2 separate regions of the Gossypium arboreum genome follow, and region 2 is linked to region 1. The links are chromatin contacts, called in public Hi-C maps. All regions are on one chromosome and are shown on one strand. The core of a region is the stretch at or near the end of the contact, and the rest is flanking DNA. Distances in the headings are between cores, read along the strand shown. Region 1 holds the start of LOC108486467 (exocyst complex component EXO84C). Region 2 holds the start of LOC108450600 (BOI-related E3 ubiquitin-protein ligase 1-like).

Region 1 (4,794 bases), core at 1,380-3,879:
TATTAAATTATAATTTTTAAAAATGTAAATTTAAAATTATTATGAAAAATAGAGGGCAAACCGTGTTTTTATATATAATAGCTTCTAATATTATATAATTGCATGTAATTTTACGCATTTAATATTTAATTATTTTTAAAATAAATTTTAGTAATATTTAATATTTAACTTATCAATTCAAATATTATAATAAAAAGTTTCAAATAATAAATTAATTTTTTTAATATGTTGAACGACTATAGCTTTACTTTATGTAATTAAAGTAAAGTAACATTATTTAAAATAATAATTAATTAATAAAATTAAATCTAATATTAAATTTTAATTTTAATTATCACAAATTGTTTCCTATATTTTATTCTTAAAATTCTATTCTAGTAGTAAATCTATTTTAAATTTATAATTATCATAACTTCTATTAAATTATAATTATTTTTAAATATATAATTACAATAATTTCTATTTTACTTCAAAGTTTTAACTTAAAATTTTAAAATTCGTCTGTTTATATATATATATATATAGTTACTTGATTTTTGTTTTCATTAGATAATATTTTTTCAATATTATAAATTCACGTGTGATATATCTTTAATAATCATTTTAAAAAATAATTATTTATAATAATTGAGATATATTTCCAGCTTCGTATATGTTCAGAGTAAAAAGTTATGATCCATAGCAACCGATTTTGTTTTTTTTTTTTTTGGTGTGTTGCATGAATTTTTATATAATTTAAATTATATTTTTAACTATAGATTTTTTGATAAAATATATAATTTATTTTAATAATATTACATGTTTCTAAATTTATGATTAATAACTAATTTGTTTATTATGAATCCAAGTTTCTGGTCTTATACTGAACATGAAAACCAATAGGGTAAACTACAACAAAGGTCCATTTTTTCTGATCAAATTATAAATAATTTTAAATTGATTACATAATTAATTGAGATTTTTTCATTAAAGTGACGATAAGTATTTTATGGGAGTTGATATAACAATTAAAAAATTGGTATAATAATAAATTTAACTCTCAACTTTTACATATTTTTATTAATTTAGTTATAATTTAAAAAAAAATCAACTTCATCTCTCTTCTCCTTCCTTGAAAATCAAACTAGCTTCAAATAAAGATCCAATCATTTTAACTCCCGAAGCTAAAAAATGCCAATTGATCAAAAAAAGAAAAAATAAAAAAGCTGAAAAAAATACAAGAAGGCGAAAATAGAAAAGAACCTAAAATGCAGATGAGAAGGGGATGATAGTCTGGCTTAGCAAAAGCATATATCAACTCTCAATCTATATTTTTTCTGCCATTTTTATTTAATTTATTTTTTATTCTTCTGAAATGCATCAAAATCAGGGAAACAGTAGACCACTGAGGCTTCTAATTCTTCTCTCTAATCATTAAGAAAGAAACATGTGTTTTTATATGGTGTATGTTTCGACTAGAGCTGATCATGGGCCGGGCGGCCCGGCTCGGCTCGAAGGCCCGCTCGAAAAATGGGAGAGTTTGGGTAAAAATATAAGCCCGAAAAATGGGCTTGGGCAAAAAAACGAGGTCCGTTTAGAAAACGAGCAGGGCTTCGGGTAAGAGTTTTTTGGCCCCGGGCCCGACCCGGCCCGGCCCGGCCCGAATTATATATTAATATATATATTTTTTATTTTTTAAAATTATTTTAAATTTTTAATATAACTATTTTTTATTATATTGTTAATTTGTGTATTATTTTAAGAATTGTTTTAGTATTATTTTTATTTGTTTTAATATTTGTTTTTATGTTTTTAAATATATTTGATTTATTATATTTTTAAATTTTTTTATTTAATAAAATAAGAAAAAAAATAATATGGGCCGGGCCGGGCTCGGGCTTAGTAATTTTATTTCGGGTAGGGCTTGGACAAAATTTTAGGCCCATATTTTGGGCCAGGCCGAGCTCGGACCTAAAATTTTATCTTGGCCCCGCCCCGCCCGGCCCATGATCACCTCTAGTTTCGACCGTATGCCTTCTTTGTGAGCTTGAATGCTGTTGATAGACTCGTAAAAGTTACTGATAGGCGGTAACAGTCTAAGCATACTACGGTAAAGACAAGAAAGAGGAGCAATGGCAATAGAGGAAAGATGAAGAAGGGTTGAGGATTATTATTTTTTAAAATATGATTAAATTAATATAAAATATAAAAATATGAAAGATTAAATTTATTATTATATTAATTTTTAATTGACAAGTCAATTTTAATTGTATTTAACCGAAATGAATCAAAATACAATAGTAATTAATTAATCGAGTGGTCAAAAAAGAAATAAACCTATAGTTGAGTGACTTACAGCCGTAGTTACCCAAAAAGAAAATCATGCTACGGTGAAGGAATTTACCGGGGACAAGCAGTGATGATGACGGAGTAAAGGAAAACTGAAAAATTATAGGAATTATGAGTTTTTCGCCGTCTGTGGGAATCGAACCCACGACCACGTGGTTAAAAGCCACGCGCTCTACCGGCTGAGCTAAGACGGCTGTCTGACTACAGAGCTAATTTACCTTTCTTAATGTATATTATTTTCAAAGAATAAAAGTTAATTTGATATCCGATATAAATAAAATATAGATAGAAAAGTAAAGAGGTTAAAGACTAAACATGTTGGAAAGTGGCAGCAAAAGGCAACAGCATATTAACATGTTGCTTTTTGCAGTTTGGTCCTTAGTCAGCCCTCCCTCCTCGCGATAAACGATATGATGCTACTTCTCAAACTCTCTCATTAAAACCAATAATTCACAGTATCTGTTTTACTCTTTGATTGAATGATGGAGAGCAGTGAAGAAGATGATGACTTCCCTTCCATTGAGAGCATCACTCCCCAGTCCAAGATTGATTCTGTTCACCAATCCCATACTGAAAAGGTCTTCTTTTTGTTTGATTGTTTCCCACTCTTTGTTAAAATGTTTTTGCATTTTAGATCTTGGATTCAAACTTCTCGGTTTTCTTCTGCTTTGTTCCCCATTTCCCTACCTCGACTTTCTCTTTTACTGTGGATTTCTTTACTTTAATTTGGGTTCTAGTCAAATTTCTGGGAAAAATTATAGCTTGGTTTTCTTTGTTTTTCTATCTTGGAAGTAAGAAAGAAAGGTATTCCCAGGGATTTCGTTGCTTGGGATTCTTCGCACTCAGTGGAATATATCAAAATCACTTATTTATTTGATGGCGTAGTAAAAATGGATAATTTATCTCTGTATTATTTTATATGCTTTATTGATTAAACTCTGGGAAAATGGGGAACAAATATGAAAAAACAAACAAACTATTTTTCCCTTGTTTTTCCTGCCCCTAGTTCGTCCTTTTACAAGCATGCATGCATTTACCTGTTTTCAGCCATGATTTCCTGATTTGACGCATATTCTTTATATGTAATTTTGGACATTTTGGTAATGCAGGGGATCAGAAAACTTTGCTGTGAGCTTTTGGATTTGAAAGATGCTGTGGAAAACTTATGTGGGAATAGGCGCACAAAATACTCGGCTTTCTTGAGGTCAAATAAAACTGTTCCTATTTACCTTTTTATGATAAATGAAAATCAAGTTGAAAAGTTTCTAAATATTGTTTTATTTATTTCGGTTGAGTAAGTTTGATTGTAATGGTAATTGTAGAATGTCTGAAGAAGTTGTTGAAATGGAGCACGAGTTGGTTGAGCTACGAAAGCATATCTCTTCTCAAGGGATTATTGTGCAGGATCTAATGACCGGGGTGTGTCGTGAACTGGAAGAGTGGAACCAGGAAAATGCTGATACTAATGACCCACCACTAGACCCTAAGGTCGATGATGTTCAGGAAGAAATGGATGATCCCAAGAAAAAATTCCTGGAGAAAATCGATGTTCTTTTGGCTGAACATAAAGTTGAAGAAGCACTGGAGGCTTTAGAGGCTGAAGAGAGAAATTTCTCTGGAGATTCTTCAACTGAATCATCTTCCTACAAGTCTTCATTTCTAGAAAGGAAGGCAATGCTTGAGGATCAGCTTACTGAGATTGCTGAACTACCTGCAGTTAGTGCTAATGAACTAAAGAAGGCGTTATCTGGTTTAATTAAGCTTGGGAAAGGTCCTTCAGCACAATTATTACTTCTGAAGTCTCGTGGTTCCCGCCTGCAGAAAAACATTGAGGTTTTTCTTCCTTCATGTTCTGTCTGTCCAAAGACATTTCCTGCCGCACTGTCTAGGCTTGTCTTTTCTATGATCTCATTGACAACAAGAGAATCTGGTTTGATATTTGGCGACAATCCTGTCTATACCAATAGAGTTGTTCAGTGGGCAGAGTGGGAAATTGAATTTTTTGTACGTTTGGTGAAGGAAAATGCACCACCTTCAGAGACAATTTCTGCACTACGTGCAGCTAGCATTTGTGTTCAGGACAGCCTTAACTACTGCTTATTGCTGGAATCACAAGGGTTGAAACTCTCGAAGTTGCTTCTGGTGCTCTTGCGTCCGTATCTTGAGGAAGTTCTGGAGTTGAATTTTAGGAGGGCTAGAAAGGCTGTTTTTGACTCCATGGAAGTTGATGAGAACTTGCCTCTGTCACCTCACTTCGTGTCTGCTGTGTCGGCTTTTGCCACATCTTCAAACAGCGTGCTAGTAGACAGTGGAATGAAATTTTTGTATATTATTTCAGTAAGTTGGTCCTTTTTCCTTGTTTGAAATTATTTATTTTGCTCTTTGCACCTCTAACACCATAAATGCCCTAATTCATTTAAAAGTTTTAAGAAACTAGGTACTATGACCGAAAAGTGATACTCTTCT
Region 2 (4,794 bases), core at 1,191-3,690, 270 kb before region 1:
TCTTTCTTTCTTTCTCCCTAGTACCAATAATGTAATCATAGAAGGAAAGGCAACTAATACTTGATTGCCGAGAAAATGATAGCTAGCTCTAATTCCTTGGCTGTTGGGGAGTCCCATAATTACATTGCTTGTCTTTCAAAATTCTTTTACACAAAGGGAAATGAAGAAGAGCATCCTAAAAAAAAAAGGTTTATTTTGTGAAATCTTGTGAGGAATTATATCATAAAAATAGACCATTGACAAGTGAATGAAAATATTTACTTCAGATATGTCTCTGCCTTTTTAACTCCTTATAATATAAAAGAAAATCTGGACAAAACCCCAGTAGGTGAAAAAGAAAAAGAATCATTCCATTTCAATTTCAATTTGAGAAGTGAAGTATAAACCAAAATCATGGTTAAATTTTTTTTTATCATTTTTCTCTCCTAAGAGGGCTTTGGATCTTCATTAATTAAGGTTTTATTATTATTATTATTACAATATTGAGGTAGAAGAAAGGGAATTTGAAACCTTGTATCATTTAAGTTCACCAACATTGAAAAAGTTTTCAACTCAGTAGTTAAAGGGGATTAGAAAAAGAAAAAGTTACTAAATTAGATGATTCAAAGATGTTTGGAGTAAAGTGATGGGAGGGGACTAACCCCACTCATTGCCTTTTCCGTGGGGGCAAAGAACAAAGGGCCAATGGCTCTCGTGGGTGGCGACCACCCTTTAATTTCCATACACCAAAAAAGTAAAAAGGAATGGATCGATGAATGACCACCTCCCCTCTAAATTTATAACATATCTAACTTACCCATTCCTTATTTCTTTTTAGATAACATAATTTGACCCAGTAAATGAACAATAAACCTCTAACTTTGACCATTTTTGTTATACAAAATTCATCAAAATAAAACTCTTGATCCATTTGTAGAAATATATTTGCATTTCCTTTTTCTTGATTTTGTTTCACTAAACAACTGTAAGAAAAAGTAAAAAGAAAAGCAAGTGTTCATAACATGTTAACATGAACACTGGCGTTGGTAAGAGAAAGACAAACAGGGCAAGTGCCTACCATGGTGGACCCACACATTGTACAAAGACATAGATGTCTGCATGGCAGCAACAGGACACTTGACTCTTTCTCCCCACACTTTCTGCACTTCCTATTATTGTTCCCAACAACCACCGCCTTATTATTATCCTGCGCCCCACAACTCCCCTGTGCTTGTGGTGGCACCACCTCACGCCACCCTTGGTCGCTGCTGCCACAGCTGGACTCTGCATCATCTGCCAAAGCGGCACCTCCTCTCCCGCTGTCTCCCGCATGTGCCAGGACTTGTTCTAGATTGTTGCGTAGGGAATTGGCCGTCGCTTCGTTTGTTTGTGCCAAGTCTCTCCACAGTTGATTCTCTACGTATAGGCTTTTAACCCGTTCTTGAAGAACCCAATTGAGTTTCCCTATTCTCTGGATTTCTTCATCTTTTTCCTTGAGTTTCTTCATCACACTTTCTTGGATCGCTGTAATCAACATTCTTGACTGCCTCTTTCGTCTCTCTTCAACTTCCAACCTCATTTTTTCTGTCTGTAATTAATATGTAAAACATAGCAATTTTAATTGACCATAAGGAAACAACTGTACTAACAAAAGTTGGTTTTTAAAAATAATAATATTAAAGGAACTTACATGATCAGAAATAAAACGGTCAATATCATGTTGTTGTTGGATCTGGGAGAAGACATCATCATCAACGTCTGAGGAAGCACCAGAAAGGTTGTTGTTTTGAGGGAGCGAATACGAATCAAAGCCATTGGTGAATGAATCTCTAGACCTTTTTCCTGGAGCTGAAACTGGGATACTCATGTTGTAAGTTGTAAGACCGCTATCAGCTTTGTTGGCTGAAATATTTGGATGACAAAGGAGGGGTTGATATAATGGTAAAAGTTGTGAACCTTCATGCATTGAATTTGAATCAATTAAAGGAACACAAGAATCCATCTGGGTATTGTATATTTCCCCAATCCCTTGATTTGATTTAATAAAAACCCTGCTACAACAACCAAAAAAAGAAAGAGATCATGTTAAACAAGGAAAGAAACTTGAGAATAAATTAAACCCATTTTTGAAAAAGAAAGAAAGGAAAGGGATATAGATGTTATCAAGCACCTGTGACTATTGGTGATGAACTGAGAAGAGAAAATATTCAGATGCCGAGCTTCAACTGCCATTGAAGGAACGATAAAGAGAGCCTTTGGATTTCAACAAGGAGAGAACAACGAAAATAGATCAGCATGAAAACACACACACACATATATATATATATATATATATGTATATAAAAGATAATATATAAAATAAATTAAAAGAGAGTCCACAATTAAAACAAGAGATAGGAAAGAGGGAATCAAGTAGTTATTTGTAGTACACAAAATTTTCTTTGCTAATTAGTAAAACATGGAGCGGAAGATTTTGTTCCTTGGATTTGGTTTCCATATAACTTCTTTCTTATCTCTCTTTTTTAACTTTAGGTGGATTTTTCTGTATTTTTATTTTAAAGTTTCTATTTGACTGATTAAAAATATAATCTTAGAAATCTAGGTATTTGATTTATATCTTTGCTTAACAATTTGTCTAAAGTATAAAAATTAAAAAAATCGAACGAGTTTTAGTTCGATTGGTATTGACATTATTATCGATGTAAGAACCATTTAAAAATTGAGAAATAAGTATGAATAGTTCTAGGTATTTTATAAAAATAACATATATTATAAAATCTATAATGAGTTAATGTTAAAAAATAAAAATAAAAAAATATTATCTTTGTTATTTTACCTATCAAATAAACTTAAATTGCATTTTTTTACCAATTTTATTCAACCTTAAGTTTTTTAAGGATAAAATTGATTTCAATTAAATATTAACAAAGATCAGTCATAATAGCTTGGTGAATACAATAGGGATAAGTAGGAGTGTTCAAACGGTTAATCGATAGGTTAATCGAATGGAACTAGTAATCCTTTAACCATTAACCGAACTGAATTTTTTTCAAACAAAAATTAATCAAGCCAAAATATTTCGATTAATTCAGTTGATTAACCAAATTAACCGAAATTTAATTTATTTATTTTGGTTAATTCCATCTCCTCTTTTGCAACAATAGCTAAGGAAACTAGCATTAGAATTTACCTTAATTAAGCTAACATTTGTCCCTTTCCAATTGCATAGTGGCGGACGCCCTTGCTTATCCTTTAAGATTTGCAGTAATAAACTTGCAATGCAGGTTTTTAGCATTCTCAATAATCTTGGCTTCAAAATCTTTAGCATTTATGAAAATAAAGCATTTTTAGAGATCCATAATGACCACAAAAGGAATAAAACTATATTGAACTCTTCTTTTTTAAGTTCCCTCACTACCAATTCGACCCACTCAACTCTACTTGAGAACTCTCCATTACGCATCCTATTCGGGATATCACTTTTCATCATTATCCTCTTAGCAATAGGACATTCTCTTAGTGCGTGCAATGTGTCCTTGACCTCATAGCCACATCTCAAGCAAGAAATGTTTATACCTTGTAAATGAGACTTCAAAGCACAATTGGAACGTAATATGTTGTTGCAAATTTTGCATGAGAAAACTTTAATATTGTTGCCAACATTGGCTCTCCAAATTGATTTCCAAATAAATTTGTGTGGCCCCAAGTTATTCTCCTCTCAAAGTAGATATCAGTATCCACTTCTAATCGGGTAGATTCCATTAGAGTTTTCATTCCAACTAATTTATCTTCAATTTCTAGCCTCATCAATGGAATCTTAAGAATGGATTCCAGTTCTTCGTTTGAAAATTCATCCTTGATGAGATCCTCTTTCCATTGCATTCGTTCACATCAATGAAGGTACATATTTTGGCCTATCGGGAAATGTTGTGGCGTAGAGATAGGACCAATGAGTTCTGTTGCATGGGGACCCATACATCTTTTTTGATGTGTGTGGATTTTCTATTCCCAATTCTTCATTTAGTTCCTGTAACACCCTTACCTGATCAAAGCGCCAAACCTAAGCTATAGGAGGTTACCAAATGAAACTTAAATAACTTTCACATACTTTAACATACATGGTGGATCATGCTAGAGGCTAATAGGTGGCGGGTTGCTCCAATGGATCCATCAACTACACATTGATATTCAGATGGCTAATTGAAGATTATTTTGTGGATACAACTATTGTAAAAAGTAAGGCGGACATCTAATTTGGAACATCTCCTATAGATACTTAAAAATGGCGAACTGTTTCACGGACACTCCACATTACAATAGGTCCCACGAAACATAGCAGAATAAAGCTTCATATTTAATATCATACATCACAGAACTCAAAACAATCACCTTTATTAAGGTTTAATAAGTTTTTTTACAAATAACCAAACAACTATATACATGCCACTTAGATCGACTCAAATAAAGAGTCTAGCACTTAGATCGGTTAATCAAACTGAACTAGTATTAACCGAATTAATCGAACCTTTTATACTTTAATCATTAATCGAATTGAAATATTTCGGTTAATTCGGTCGGTTAACCAAATTAACCAAATTATATATATTTTTTGTTAAAATAAGTATAAAAACATATCAAAAAAATAAAGTAACAATGTTCATTTGACCAGATTAACCGAACTAGTAATAGCTTAATGCATTTAATATATAATATTATTTATTAAGTTTGATTAATTAACCGATTTTGAACCAAATTAACCGTTAATCGAAATTCTAAAAAACTTTTAACCAACCTCCGTCTGAATTAGATTTGGCT

Evidence for each region. A called contact is a pair of places that touch in the nucleus more often than the background predicts.
Region 2: a Hi-C map of leaf shows a contact between it and region 1, with 3 times the contacts expected there. The contact joins the promoter of LOC108450600 here to the promoter of LOC108486467 in region 1. A contact is called at or near these places in 3 of 5 Hi-C or Micro-C datasets (all in leaf).

What each region holds. Positions count from the first base shown.
Region 1 is chr6:18,924,189-18,928,982 of ASM2569848v2, reverse strand. LOC108486467 (exocyst complex component EXO84C) reads left to right here and starts at 2,629. Exons shown (of 7, transcript XM_017790529.2): 1 at 2,629-2,906; 2 at 3,438-3,532; 3 at 3,651-4,665. The coding sequence starts at 2,808. TRNAK-UUU (transfer RNA lysine (anticodon UUU)) reads right to left here and starts at 2,522; the gene lies at 2,450-2,522.
Region 2 is chr6:19,198,195-19,202,988 of ASM2569848v2, reverse strand. It overlaps LOC108450600 (BOI-related E3 ubiquitin-protein ligase 1-like), which reads right to left and starts at 2,440. Exons shown (of 3, transcript XM_017748291.2): 1 at 2,150-2,440; 2 at 1,670-2,033; 3 at 910-1,567. The coding sequence starts at 2,211. The coding sequence ends at 995. LOC128294195 (a long non-coding RNA gene) reads right to left here and starts at 154. Exons shown (of 2, transcript XR_008284497.1): 1 at 1-154.